2 separate regions of the Mus musculus genome follow, and region 1 is linked to region 2. A link is a contact called in public HiChIP or PLAC-seq data. All regions are on one chromosome and are shown on one strand. Each heading gives the region's core, a stretch centred on a gene start, on an enhancer-like site or on the middle of the called end of the contact. The rest is flanking DNA. Distances are from core to core; before and after follow the strand shown. Region 1 overlaps Tmem196 (transmembrane protein 196). Region 2 overlaps Itgb8 (integrin beta 8).

Region 1 (4,720 bases), core at 1,910-4,409, 850 kb after region 2:
TAATTGTAGTTGGCATTTATAATTCTTCCCCAACTCTTTAGGAATGTCCTTTATTCTTTCTATACCTTTCATTCTCAATACTTGTTAGGATTGTATTGAAACAGCTTATTTGAAGAAGAAATTAAAAGGGAACAAAAATTAATGGAAGTGATGAGAGGAGGAGGGGTATGATTTAATTTTTAAGGCACTGTGTGTCTTCACTGTCTTTCTAATCAGAAACTACCATGTAAATGGTACTATTAGACAATCCATAATCTTCCTGTATTTTATGAAGTTCAATAATAGTAGGTAACCCCAAGGATTTTATGCTGAACAGTGAATGTTTTATAACATGTATTCTTTACTATATCTCTTCAGTCTATAATCTCTTACCTAATATGATTTGAAATAGTATATGATTAAGAACCTGGATATTAATTCTAATATTTTAATTCAAAGGTGACACTTTTCTACCAATGCATATGAATGCAGTGTAATCAACTATTGCAGATACCAAGAATAACATTAACAAGAGACATGTTTATTTTAAAATAAATATTTCATCTACTTTTATCATAACAGTCATTCCTTAGTTGAATGCTACAGTGTATAACCATTTAGTATTATCTGTGAATTAGTAAACACCAAAATATATACTCAAGAAACTGCAAGGCAAATGAGTATTATTTAAAATAGGCTGTAACTGGTTGATTCCACTTAAATTTTGAAATGCATATTGCCACTAGATGGGATGATTTGGTGATTTGGTAATCAATTTTCAATGCTATATTAAATCAAATATACAAAGATTGTATTCCTCCATCATAAGATCTTCAGTCCTGATAATAAGTACCCTGACATAATCACAATAAGTAAAGCAGAATTAAGTTGGAAAAATGAAACAAATAACTGTACTAATAGAAAGCTTTGCCTGTCAAACTTTATTTAGTGGTGCTTCATACATTCATTGCCTCGCCTGGAACTTCATTCAAGGAAATTGCTTACAATACTATTTGAATAATTTTTTCCTCTCTCTATTCCTAAATCAGCCTATTCTCCCTTCCACTCCCTCCACCCCCATTGACCATGTCATGCTTATATGTTAAACTTCATTACACTCAAGAGTATTAACACAAGATTACTCATGATATAGAAGCTCTCACTTAGGGTCAGTAGGTACTAGATACTCAAAAAATAATTGTTGAACTCAACTAACTACTGATAACAAACAATATCTTATAATGTAAAAATAAACACTAAAGTAAGTTATAAAACTGTTTTCCCTAAAGAATTAACACAACAGATAATATCAATAATGTCCAGTAAGGCCTTCTGAAAAAGTTACGACTTATTTTTCCTGCTAGGGGTCGGTCCAAAGAAAAAGCAAAATTACTTCCAGGAAAATATAAGTGTCCTTGAGATAAAATGTGTATCAATGGGCAAGAAAGGCTTGGGTGGGGATAGTACAGTTGTACAGGTACAAAGTAGTCCATGCCTAGCATGTAAGAGGCCTAATGTTTTGTCCCAAGGACCAGGGAGAGGAGTGTAATTGGCTACCGTGTTCCATAAAATAAAAATATGACTGGGTAATAAGTTAGTACAGCCTTATAGAAGATCTATTAAATCCTATAAGGTAATTTAAACCAGTTGCTTAAAGCACATAAAGTTATTATGAAGCTCTATAAATAGTCAACTAAATTTATTAAGTATTCAAAGGATATTTACTACACAGAAAGCACATGCCGCCAAGGATCCTCTTTAGGTTGAGTTAACATCTTATCTTTATAAATAGATACTCGTGTTAAGCCAAATGTAAGATCAACAGTAAAAACCACACTCAATCAAACAACACTGTAACAGTTCACGGTGGTGCCAGAGAACAACAAAAATAATTGAATGGTGCTGGGCCAGGTTATAGAAAGTCCCTAAGATACCTATTAGAAGATATATACAAGAAAGTAATGAAGAAAAAAAGAAGATTGAGATAAATTCCCAAAGTTCACCGAGGTTGAAAATTATAGATACTTGGATGCTTAGAAAAGATAACAAAATAAAGCTGAATTTAAGTCAAAGAATCTGACCTGATCACTATTCATTCTTCCAAATGCACTAATACTATTACTATTGTATTATACAACATATTGTACAAATATCTCATACGTGCATAATACAGTTATATTGTATTAGGAATCATGCAGCTGATATCTGTTCTTCACACAATAAGCATGCATATAGGACATGGTTATTATTTTCATCTGAAACTAGCCAAAAGCTAAATTTGGTTTCCTTCAGAGTATCATAAGATATACTATTGGTTCCATTTTGGAAGTTCTATGATGTACTTTATCAACATTATGTCAGACTGAATGAAGTCGTTACTGACAGGCACACCTGTTCTACCTCCTTATAAACAAAGAAAGAGTATTCTTTTCATTGAAGGTTCACCATTCTTAGCCTGCAGCAACATCAGGCTCTATGTTCTGGACATCACAGCCTTATCAACTTTAACTTCCCTTTTCTTCTTTTTCTTAGATGATCCTCTTTTCAGCGTGCTGTATCTGTGGACTCATTGGAGGCATCCTGAATTTTCAGTTTCTTCGGGCAGTCACAAAAAAGACCTCCTCCCTGTACCCACTGCATCTCGCTTCCATGTCTTTGGCATGTATCGGCATTGGGGGCTGCACTGTCTCCTCTTGGCTCACTTGTCGTCTAGCCAGCTATGAGCAAAGGAGGATGTTCTCAGAAAGGGAACATTCCCTGCATCACTCTCATGAAATGGCTGAGAAAGTGAGTTTTTCTTTTTCATTTTGCCTCACACTGCTACCATGCAATGAACACTACAATCTAGGTGGATCAATTTGCAAGCTTACATGGCAATTTGTGGAATCACATTTTGTAATTCTGACCCTATTATATTAAGAGCAGGGGTTTTTAATTAGTTTTCTCTGCAATTCATAAGTACAGCCATTTTCAGCAGAATTTTGTAGCCTCTGTCTATTTGAAACCATAGCTCCTAAAATGGCATTTTATAAAATATTAAGCACCTTATAAATATGGATTTTTATGTATTATAGTGAGGAAAAACATAAACTAAATACAGCCTCCACTCAATAATGCCAGCTTTAGAAATCACATGAATTCTCTTTTCCAGTACATCCTTTGTGCTTATAAGTAGATGCATTTGATTATGTAAATTAGGTCCTCAAGCATAAAAGAGGCTCTTTAGTGAGGCAACAAAAAGCCTTGTCTATCAGTGAAGATATTACAATCCATATAAAGCTTCATTGAATTCTCGTCTAAACTTCATGCATATTTGTATAGCTTTGCCTGTATTTTACAAAATGCTGATTGCATAATTGTTTCATGAAACCTATTCAAACAGAAACTTACATTAGTTGCATTAAGGAGCAAACATTATAGAAAGATCTGAATGTGTTCCTATTAACACATTTAGTTTGATACACATTTTTAAATTCAGTTCCTATTACTTGATCTATTCAGGAAAAGATAAACATCTGTAAAACTCACTAAGATAATGGGAAAATTACATTTTGATTTATTTCTTGAAAATAAAATCATACAGTCATAGCATAAAAGAAATAGTAGCAAGAGTTATGCATATCATCATGTTATTTTCAAGTTAAATATTTATTTTGTTGTTCATCTGTCTTTATTTTGTATATCTATACATACAGAGAAGAGATTCTCATTGATTGTCCCAAGGAAGCAATTGTGGTCAGATTTGTACATGTCATTCAAAATAAAAGGACTTATTAGTTTTAAGTGGGTTATTAAAATAGAAGATTATTGCATATGATAGCAGCTCCTTTATATTCTGTTTTTATGCTGGTGTTATTTAGCTTTTCTTTGCATATGTTTCTTCAATATTTATTGTATAATTGTTATATTTACATTAGAGATTGAGGGCTATTGAAATAACCGACTTGCCCAGCTGCCCGGTGGTGCCCCCGACACCAGAGTTACCTACAAGGTACGCTGACTTCTAGGGAGTTACCATGTTGTAATGTTGCTACAGGAAGCACTGCCTCTATTAGAAAGCCATGGCATCCACAGATCAGTCTGGACTGATGCTGTGTGCTCCTCAAAGTATCACTTTTAGAAGGGTTACTCTGAGGAACAGACATAAACCTACATGGCAAAATCTTACAGCTTCAATGTTGGTTGAGTATTTCAAATATTCAGCCTGCCTCTAAGCATCCAAGTACTGTACTGCTTGGATGATTCACTATTCCCTTTATTCTCTGCTGCATCACAATTCTGACTCAGTACCATCATTCACAGATGAGACTTTTGTTTTAATAATAGATGAGTCTGGATAAAGACAAACTGTAATTCTATCATGCCAAAATTGCATGAACCAATAGCCAAAGTTTAACATTAATATAGTAAAATGTCTGTGTGTAATTTTTCTTTTGGTAAAATTATCTGATATTCCAATTCATTTCACATATTTCCAGTTGTTAACAATAAATATTCAAGACTCTTAGTTTGGCCAAAGAGAATAACTGGAAATGCAGAAAGTTACATTTGCAGTCCATTTAAAAGAAGTATATTTATTTATAAATGTCCAAGTATGTTCTTGCCCAGATTAGGAGTATGGTCTTATTAAATTGTAAATGCCAATTTGCAAATGAAATGATGAGACTCATCCATTTAAAACTAACTTTCGCTATTATTTTCTAATGGTAATTTTACTGTGTCTGTGATTGAATGAATTTTG
Region 2 (4,744 bases), core at 21-2,520:
TTCTCGTCGGTAGGTTACAGCTCTCGTGCAAACACTTTGCAGAATCAGTTTATCCTTGATGGAGAAGAAATATTAGGATTAGTAACAGAGCTGAGTGTTAGAAGTGCACAGTCACATATAATTAATATAATTGTCCTCCGAGTTCACCAACCTTTTTAGAAGCAGACATTCTATAATCTGATGAGGACTTTATTTTATTATTATTCCATTGTAGTATCACTTGTCTAATGATAAGAACTTTAAGCAACCCGATCAAGAATGTGACTATGAATATGATGAAAAATATTCGCAGATAGCTTGGGCCAGATAAACATTCTGCAAGAAAGGAGACAAGTTAATGGGTTAAAATTTTTTTTAAAGTAAACCAAAGTTTTCTGTCAAATAAATATAGTTTACATTCTTATAATAAAAGCAGGTTTCTTTACAAGTCTCTATTTTCACAATAGGAGGTTGACATTACTGATTACTCAAAACAGTGAACCCTTCTTTGGAGAATATTCACAATTAAAATATTTCATTTTTTTGTAGCTTGCTATGTCAAAATTTCTTACCCATATGTAAGTTTGTTTAGAACAGTGACTGAGAGAGCTATAGTGGTGTGTACAGTTCAGTACTATGTGGAAAACATGATTTAAAAAGGATATTGAGCAGCCCCAAGCATTCAGCATGTGTTTTTCCTTTTATGCTTTCTCCTCCTTTATTGCTCAGCAGTAATGGAAAATAAAGTAAACATCTGCAGAAGCAAACTCAGTACTACTCTAATAGGGAAATAAATATTTTCTCTAAACCCTGGTGTAAGATTTCATTATTATTAGACATCATGACTCTGAGAAGTAGGAGTGTTGCATCTTGGACAATACCCAAATCTCTCGTCTCACTTTTTACTAATTAACTTCACTAATCTAGTCTGTTTGCCTCCACAAATTCATTATGTGTTCTTCCTCGAACAATAATCACTTGCTGAAGAAAGAAAAGCCATGTTAGGAGAGGGAAAATGCTAGACCTTTGTTTTAGAACCAGATCTCTGGCAAACTCTCACTGGAAAAATTTGTATAAGCTCTGTGCTTGCCTGAGGTCTACTCTAGTCTCTGAGGAATATGGTTGCACAATAGTGGGTATTCCACAGAGCTCACAAGCTGCCCCAGATTCATAAAACACTTCCTGGACTGAAGCATGTGTTTCTCCACCCATTTTGCACGCTTCAGGGACCTGGTCTGAATGCTGCAGTTGCCTAGGAAAGAGCATCTAGAGAGAGGATGTGCCAAGGCCATGAGCATAGTAGCATCCAGTCATAGCTGATTCTGGCTCCAAAGCTCAATGCTAACCCAGCATGCCTCTTAAATGAGGCAAGGTTTCAATAATGGGGGCAAGAGATCTTCTACAACTAGGTGGACTTAATAGAGACCATTGTTTGTGATTGGTGACAAAAGACTTTGTGGAGTTAAAAAACACGCCCATTCCTATTCATTGAAATGGGAACATCAGATGCCAGTATGGTACAATGCTTCCTTGTTAAAGATATTATGAGTACAGAATACAAAGTGTGTGTCCAAAGGTGGTGCTATTTGATCTTTTACAGCTTCTTTCCTTCAGGTTAGTGACCCTCATAGCTTATGTCCTGACAGATTGTGATATCCCTTGGCTGACTTAGTCTACTCCATCAGCTAAGCCAATCCTTAGAGGGGCACGTGGCTTGATCCCTATCCTGGCTTTTTGCCTGATGGGAGCTTAGCCAGAGAGACTGAAAGAAGACCCTGTAAGAGTGGTTGAGTGGACAAATAATTAAGGTGCCTAACAAATGCTCTTTTCCTTTCCTTGCATAATAGTTGTTAAGGGGAGGGAAGTCTTGTAGTTTGATACATTTCAGAAATATTATGAATGTGTTAGCCAGAGGACCCGTTGAGGGTTCAAGTCTGTATTCATTTTTCCCCAATGTTGTTATGATGATCCAACATTTGCCTCTGGTCATGCTTTTCTTAGCTGAGGTCAGGCTAGGTCTTTTTCTAAGGAGTTTTAAGGGAACACTGTTTGCAACAACACTTAAGTCAGAGTAGTGTTTACTTAACTTAATTAATGATATGTAGGGGCCCTCTTTATTAGAAAGGCACTTGGCTTTCTGGAGAGATTGCTGCAGCCTGAGCTGGCAGCACATGGGACTCTTTTCTGAGCCAAATTCACTGTGGGCTAAGGGAATGAAATATGGGAAACTAAGATGTGCAGGACATTTCTACTTTGCTATTTCTCCGGGGCTGGGTTTTCTATTTGTTGAAATAGTAGAATCAAAATGAACGTTTCCAAAGATCTGACTGTAAGTATAGCTTGTATTTCACAGGTGGTTTTACAGCTTAGACCTGTGCAAAGTGTTTTGAGTTCTTTTGGGAGTGCTCCAGTAAATTTTTGTTTAAAAGTAGTTTTTGAGCATAGCTCTCACATCTTTCCCATTATACATCCTCTTTGATTTGAGGTACTAAACATACCTTTTATTCAATACACTTTTTATCCTCTATTTTGTACATGAGATATAGGCCCACAGAAATTTTGCAGAAGTGCTTACATTTCTTACTTTACTATATTTTAGACCAAGGTTTTTAGCTTAAAAGCAACACATTCTTTCCACTGTGTCAAATTCAGAATTATCCACCTCAAAGTTGTTGTTTTTTTCTTTTCACTTTTCTCTTTTTCTTTTTCTTTTTTTTCCCTTTTAATAGGAAGAATTTTACATAGCTCAGGATGGCCTTGAACTCCCCATGTATCTGAGGCTGACCTTGAACTTCTGATCTCTGGGTACCAACTCCCAAGTTCTCATATGTCACCTGATGCCTAGTTTCATGTGGTGCTGGGAATTGCACACAGGCTTTACCTATGCCAGGCAAGTGCTCTACCAACAGAGCTACACCTCAGACTCATAAGATGTGCAGGACATTTCTACTCTGCTATTTCTCCAGGGCTGGGTTTTCTATTTGTTGAAATAGTAGAATCAAAAGGAACGTTTCCAAAGATCTGACTGCAAGTATAGCTTGTATTTCACAGGTGGTTTTACAGCTTAGATCTTAGGTATACTACAACAGCAGATGATCACTTAAAATTTTAGTGTTTTACCTGAAACAGGAGAATAAAGTTTTTGTAGATATGTGAAGAGTGAGCAGAAGAAACAAATTTAGGTTATATAGGGAAACCATAGCTCCTGAGCTCTTAGTGACATTATTCTACACAGTGAACTTATATTTTTGGCTCATGTAAGTCCTTCTAGATAATTCATTTTCTTGGTCCTTGGTGGAGGCAGGCAGCACATAGAGCCTGTGCGAATGAGCAGGGAGGTGTCACCACCTAAGTATTTCTCTTTGGGAGATTAAAAAATGGATTACTGATTCAGTTTAATACTGTATATACATATTAGAACAGGGTGTGTTTTTGTTTCTGTTTCTTTGTTTATATCTGTGACACAGTGATAGAGTTGTTTTAAAAAGGAATCCAATAATTTACAATGGAATCAATATGAAGCCACTGTTCCTTCTTTCAGGAATAAGGTACATGGTAACTCCTTGCCCCAGGAGTCTCCTCAGACTTACCTGATGTTTGGTCCATGCGATGCTGTTCCATGACAGCACAGGAGGATTTACACTGATCAAGGGCAGCCTGAGACAGATTGTGAGGGTGAAGGCACTGCAGACAATTCCTGTTCAAGGAACATGAAAGGATTACTACTTTAAAAAGTCAATAGACTGAATATTCCTAACCCTAACCCTGTGAAAAATAAATAACCAATGGACAAATTTTGAACCCATTAGCAAAGCATGGTGGCCAAAGCCAATAATCCCAGATACATGAAGTCTGAGGCAGGAGGATGATATGGCCTAGGAATGCCTGATCTACAGAGTAAATTCAAGGTCATCATGAGTAAAACAATGCCTGTAAAGTAAAATAAAATTATAGTAAATAATGATAATAATAATATAATAAGTAGGATATGTTGCTTTTTAGAGTACTTGCACAGTTCAACTCAATTGAATCCATGAGCCTGGATTCAATCCTCACTAGCAAATAAATAACTAAACCCCACCATTATATTAAAATGCTATATTTCTAAACGATTTAAATAACTATGTATATTTCTAAAATTCTTACTTGCATTAGTGATCTGAGAAAGTATGTTTTAAAATTTTAAGCAAGCAAGCTGGAGGCACACTGACATTTATACAAGTGCTCTATGAGCAAGTCTCAGATTGTTAGTGAAAAATATTTTTACACAAAACAATATTTTTTGTTATGCAACACATGACTTTCCATTTATGCATCCCCTAAGTGCTTTATAGCACTATAATTCTTTATGTTAAATATTAAGATATTTAATCTAGTTATAATGAGTCACATTTATTCACTGACTGCCATGTACCAAGTACAAAAATTTTATTTTAGTTAACTTTACAAATATCACTTGATTCTTTCACAATTAACTAGAGGCACAGAGAATTTTAACAAATTATTTTACATTGCACAGCTAAATAGTAATAAGTAGGTTAACTGGCAACCTCTGTTTTCAGGAAAGCATTTTCTTAAAAAAACCAACCAAACAGAGTAGTGACTTTATATAGATTTGTTCTGATTATTCCAATGCAACTTACTAGCCAAAATTAGGAATTCCAGTACCCAATTCTTAAAGTTTCCCACTCAGGATTGTTTTTTTAACTTTTTAATCATCATTTTTGTATGCTAGTAACTAAGAATCCAGCAACTAAGATGAAAG

Evidence for each region. HiChIP or PLAC-seq counts read pairs in DNA pulled down with a chosen protein or histone mark.
Region 1: a contact with region 2 is called in an H3K27ac HiChIP or PLAC-seq map of oligodendrocyte precursor cells, with 10 times the contacts expected there. The contact joins two enhancer-like sites. A contact is called at or near these places in 2 of 115 datasets of contacts at active chromatin or transcription factors (fibro-adipogenic progenitors and oligodendrocyte precursor cells).

What each region holds. Positions count from the first base shown.
Region 1 is chr12:120,012,237-120,016,956 of GRCm38.p6, forward strand. Tmem196 (transmembrane protein 196) reads left to right here. Exons shown (of 5, transcript NM_001294154.2): 3 at 2,512-2,766; 4 at 3,897-3,970. Among named protein-coding and RNA genes, the nearest start is that of Tmem196, 68 kb to the left of the region's middle. Within about 2 kb of position 3,160, at least 33 of the 459 cell types and tissues checked have an H3K27ac peak or open chromatin away from gene starts, as enhancers often do. A contact at or near this core is called in oligodendrocyte precursor cells, where this site is marked.
Region 2 is chr12:119,163,186-119,167,929 of GRCm38.p6, forward strand. It overlaps Itgb8 (integrin beta 8), which reads right to left. Exons shown (of 14, transcript NM_177290.3): 12 at 3,570-3,676; 13 at 152-315; 14 at 1-54. Among named protein-coding and RNA genes, the nearest start is that of Itgb8, 73 kb to the right of the region's middle. Within about 2 kb of position 1,271, at least 73 of the 459 cell types and tissues checked have an H3K27ac peak or open chromatin away from gene starts, as enhancers often do. A contact at or near this core is called in oligodendrocyte precursor cells, where this site is marked.